Regions from separate parts of the Mus musculus genome. Here region 2 is linked to region 1. The links are chromatin contacts, called in public targeted proximity ligation maps. All regions are on one chromosome and are shown on one strand. The core of a region is the stretch at or near the end of the contact, and the rest is flanking DNA. Distances in the headings are between cores, read along the strand shown.

Region 1 (2,700 bases), core at 81-2,580:
CTCATATACATAAAATAAATAAATTTTAAAAAAGAAGAAGAAGCCGGGCAGTGGCGGCACACACCTTTTATCCCAGCACTGGGGAGGCAGAGGCAGGTAGATTTCTGAGTTCGAGGCCAGCCTGGTGTACAGAGTGAGTTCCAGGACAGCCAGGGATACACAGAGAAACCCTGTCTTGGGGGGGGGGGGTGGGAACTAAATAAGAAGGAAAGAAAGTTCCCTGTGAGACTGGCACACTGCCTACCTTCGCTGAAGAGACAGAGACTGAAACTCTGTTCTGTGGCTACTGCTCTAAGTTGGTATGTCACGTGTTAAGGTCCTGAGATACATAATCACAAATGGTCTTTCCTGGGGTCTCGGTCAAGGGCCTGGCTTCCGTGTTTCTCCTTCACAGAAAAGGTTCAAGGCAGTCTTCATCCCAGACTCGCAGCTGTGTACGAGGAGAGTAATTCTTCCCTTGTCTCGACTCTATTCCTTGCAGATGGGCAGCCCTACCCCATGCCCACCCCTTTTTGTTTGAGACATTAGAGCCAGGCTGGCTTAGAATTCCGTCTGTATCCTAGGCTAGTCTGGCGCTCACAGCAATCCTGCTTCACCCTCCTGAGTGCTGGGTTTGCAAAGCTCAGGGCCCTGTGCCTGGCTCCTGTCTTTCTCCTTGTTACCCTGTGCCCGCTCTGAGCCCTTCGGGGTCATCCTACAAGCTTTAGCCCCGAGCAGACACCAGGTGTCTGCCCCGAGTGCACCTCTTTTACTTTCTTGCAGAACTGTAAGTTGACAAGCCCATTCGAAGACGTTTTCAAGCAATGCCTGAGAACAGTTATCGAAGGAACGAGAAGGTTAGCATTCCAGTTGCTGGGCAGAACCTGGGGCTCTCCAGGTTCCTCTAGGACAAGTAGGAAAACTGAAACCGCGTGGCCGTTCTGTCCTTTCCGCCCTTTGAACTCAGAGATGAGATAGAGCCCTTGACCTTCGAGTGCTGGAGAGTGGGTAAAAAGGCATCTTTGTAAGTCAGATAAACAAACTTGAGAGGACGCGTTTCACATGCTCTTCCTCGCTCTCTTCACTTCCCTTTCTCACTTCCCCTTGTATAAGCAGTTACTCCATGGGAATAGTCCCAGGGTAGGGAGGCATTCCAGTGACAGAGAAATCCTGAGAGGCCCCAAGCCTCTCCTCGCTCAAAGGGAATGCTTTGGGGTGAGCCCAAGTTCCTTTCCTGAGTCAATGCTCCCCATGGTGGGGGACGGCTGCCAAGAGCTAGGGTGATGGGTGGGAAAGACTTGAGTGAGGGTGGATCTGGAGTCCTCGGCATAGTTTGGAAGACAGGACTGAGGCCCCAGCACTGACATCAGCACTGGGTTCTAGTGTGGGCCTCACGGCTCCAGTGAGAGTCTAAAGCTAGAGGCAGAGTCACCGGAAGCTGACCCTCAGTTCCTGTCCATTTCGTTTGGCCAGGTCAGAAAGAAAATGAAGTGGTGGGCGGGCTCCTGGGATTTGCTTTCTGTTTAGTAAACAAACATCCCTGAGGCTCAGCTTTAAAGCAAACCTGTAACAAAGGTGGTTTGGAAAGGTCTTCCTTCCGCCTTCTGTCCTGAGAACAGATCCCGGGTTGATTAGTTGTAATACAACCGAGTGCTGGCATCAGGCCTAGAGCCAGGAGATTTGAGCCCTTAGCTGCTTCCATCCTCCTCCCTTCTCAAATGGAGGGTTACAGATACCCTCCCTCTTCTCAGATCTGCTAGGGCCAGTTGAGTTTATGAAACCTGGGGAATGCTGAGTGGAGGTCCTCAGAAGATAAACCTCTGCCACCACCACTCCCACACGCCCCCCACAGCAGGAGAGGCTCTGGAGCAGCACCCAGCACTGGCTGGTGCATCCAACGTGAGGCTGGATTCTGATTTTGGTTCGTCATCCCATGTGCTATTGATAGCAGTGACATAAACAAAGAATAGACCGGGCATTGTTACCCTGGGGGCCAGCGCCCAGCGCCACCAGGCACTTTCATCTGTGGTTAGTGTGAGCTGCAGGGCAGGGAGCCGCCCCACCCTGCCTGAGCAATATAGAAATGGTGCTGAGTCAGAGATGCAGAACCCCAAGCCTTCAGAGGTTGGCAGATGTGTGCGAGCTCCCTTGTAGCAGCAGAGAGGCCTGGTGCACCTCACTGCTCAAGTGACGACAGTGAGACCCTCCCACCATGATGTATGAAGTGAAGTTGTGCAAGGCTGCACATAGTTGAAATTTTCTTCCTGGCCCATCCCCCTATAGCCAGCTCCAAGCCATGAGCGGAGGCTGTTTCCGCCTTAACCATTGCTCTCCTGAAGCCAGTCCCGAAGAGCAGCTCAGTCCCATGAGGTCAAACAGCTGCCCCGCCCCACCCCCAGCCCCTTGTACCTTCAGAATTCCATGCTGGAGACTTGGAGAAAATGTTGCCCCTTCCAACTCCCTCCGTGTCCCATTCACCACACGCTAGCACCCACATGGTGGACTTGGACAGTGGCAGTGAACTTGGTGACAGATTGTGAGTGATATGAAAGGTACCTTTGGTCTCGAGATTCTGATGATCCGACATAACACACAAGTTCCCAGTGTCTGACGGTGTGTCAAAAGTCCCTCTGCAGGGATGGAGAGGCTGCTCAGCGGTGAGAGTTTGGTTCTCAGCAGCCACATCAAGCTACTTGAAACTAACCTGTAACTCCGGCTCCG
Region 2 (2,700 bases), core at 61-2,560, 530 kb before region 1:
CGGCTATGCAGCAGCAGCCAGGTACGGTGGTTCACACCTGTGATCCCGACACTCAGAAGGCAGAGACAGGATGACTGCTGCAGGTCTGAGGCCAGCCTGACCACACAGTGAGATGCTGTGTAAAACAATGAAATAAAAGCACCGCTTGCAAGGAGCCACTGAGCATCGTGGACGCGGATATGGCAGGGATCTCGAGAGGGAGGGGCTTGGAGGCTGGATATGAACACAAAGACAGGGTGGGAACAAATAGGAGGGGCAGAACCCCTCTACAGACACAGCTCCCACTAGAAGCCAGTTCCTCCCGCAAAACCTTACTGACCCAAAGACGGGAGATGCACTCCCAGGCCCCAGGCTCCCTTGCACTGTTTTATGTTTTATGTTTTTGTTTTTGTTTTTTTTTTTTTGTTTTGTTTTTTTGGTTTTGGTTTTGGTTTGGTTTGGTTTTTTGAGACAGGGTTTCTCTGTGTAGCCCTGGCTGTCCTGGAACTCACTTTGTAGACCAAGCTGGCCTTGAACTCAGAAATCTGCCTGCCTCTGCCTCCTGAGTGCTGGCATTAAAGGCGTGCGCCACCACACCCGGCTCACTGTTTTATGTTTGTTTGTTTAAATATACTTTATTTTTAATTATGTGTATATGTGCGTGTGCCTGCATGTATGTAGGGATGTGAGCCACCATGTTGCGTAGGTCATCCGCAACTCCAAGTTGTTGTTTAAATTATTGTTTTATTATTTACTATGTGCATGTGTATGTACATGCCTATAAAGGCAAAAGGAGTTTGATCCCTGGATCTGAAATTACAGGTGTTTGTAAGCCTCCAGATGTGGGTGCTGGTAACCGAACTCTCATCCTCAGAGCATACTGAGCTGTTTCCATGCGCGTGCGTGCACACGAGAGAGAGAGAGAGAGAGAGAGAGAGAGAGAGAGAGAGAGAGAGAGTCAGAGTCAGAGTCATCAGGCCTGACCACTAAGAGCCTTTACCTGCTGAGCCATGCCACCAGCCCTAGGGTCCCTTCAATACCGTGGCCCCAAACCTGTTCTCTCATGACAAGGCATCACCTTCCTCAGGGTCCTGCTGCTGGGTCCCTCTCCTAACAGGATCCCAAAAGTGGCCCCTGTGATGGCCTATCTCACTGTTTATGGCCAGAGTCCCCAGAGCCTGCCGTGACCCGTCTTTTGGCTGGAACAGGAGTCAGCACGAGCTGAGTGCTGAGAGGAAGAAGGAAGGAACTGAAAGGAACTCTGACCCCTGCTCCAGAGTCGCTCCCCAGTATGGAATAGGAGCCACCTGACTCATTCCTTGACAGAAGAAAAGGTAAACAAGATGTGGGCATGGCACTGTTATTCAGCATTGAGAGGAAGGGAGTTCTGACTCACACTACAACACAGATGAACCTTGAAAGACACTCTACTCACTGAAACAGCCAGGCATAAGAAGACAAATATAGGGGCTGGAGAGATGGCTCGGCAGTTAAAAGAACTGGCTCCTCTTCCAGGGGACTTCTGTCAATTCCTAGCACCCACATGACAGCTCACAATTGTCTGTAACTCCAGGTTCAGGGGATCCGACACCCTAAGATATATGTGCAGGCAAAATACCAATGCATGCAAAGTAAAACAAATAAGTCATTAAAATAAAGAAGTCAAATATACAGATAGGATATAGTGGCGCATGCCTGTTACCCTAATCCTCTGGAAGGCCAAGACAACAGGATCTCCACTCCAAAGTTATTCCAAAGTTAGACTGGACTATGTGTGAGACTCTGTGTTGAGTGGAAAGAAGAAAGGGAGGGGGAGGGAGAGGGGAGGGAGGAAAAGGAGAAGCTGGGGAGATGGTTCGTGGTTAATATGTTTGCTGCTTAAGTATGAAGCTCAGAGTTCAAATCCCCAGAAACCACAGAAATGCCAGGTGGGTGTGCTGGCCCACCTATAATATCAACCTTAGAAGGCAGAGACAAGAGATCCCCTAGGGGAGAGAATGGAGGAAGGTTTTTCGGAGGGGAAACCAGGAAAAGGTTTAACATTTGAAATGTAAATAAATATCTAATAAAAAAATGTTTAAATGTTTAACAGGAAAAGAGAGAGAGAGATCCCCTAGCAAGCTGGCTGGCCAAATCTGTGAGCTCTGGGTTTGATTGAGAGACCTTACTTCAGTGAACGGAGTGGCTGGTTTCTGCCATCAGCCTTGGATCTGCACATGCATGTGTGCACCCACATATGTGTGCCTCCACACACACGCAAGCATGTACGCGAACACATGAAGTAGTACTGTGTGTCGTCACTCATCTAAAGTCCCAGAGTAGTTCAAACAGAGATGGTGGCCAGAGGCTGGGGACAGGGAGAGGAGAGCTTATGTTTAACAGAGACTTCAGTGTGGGAAGATGGGGAAACTGCACCTGGACGTTGGTGAGGGCTGTGCAGAGACTTGAGTGTAGTCAGAGCCCTAATCATGAGTAATGACGAAGACTAGAAATGTGTGTGACGTGCGATTTGCCACAGTTTCAAAAAGAAACAAAAGCAAGGCAATGTGGGAGGACCCCAGAGTCAGGCCAGTGTGCAAGGTGCTGGCTATGCAAGGTAGAGAACCCAAGCTGTATCCCCTGAACCCACAGAAAAGAAGACGTGCAGCGTGGGGCCAAGACCCCAGTCTCCCTATGGTCAGATGAGAGATGGAGACAGGCAATCGCCAAGAAGCCAGCTAG

What was found.
Region 2: a contact with region 1 is called in a targeted proximity ligation map of pancreatic cancer cells. A contact is called at or near these places in 1 of 130 datasets of targeted methods (pancreatic cancer cells) and 1 of 9 other capture datasets (liver).

What each region holds. Positions count from the first base shown.
Region 1 is chr19:5,944,606-5,947,305 of GRCm38.p6, reverse strand. Pola2 (polymerase (DNA directed), alpha 2) reads left to right here. Exons shown (of 18, transcript NM_008893.3): 13 at 763-836. Among named protein-coding and RNA genes, the nearest start is that of Pola2, 18 kb to the left of the region's middle.
Region 2 is chr19:6,475,746-6,478,445 of GRCm38.p6, reverse strand. All of the region lies in intron 9 of Nrxn2 (neurexin II), which reads right to left. Among named protein-coding and RNA genes, the nearest start is that of Gm52381, 20 kb to the left of the region's middle.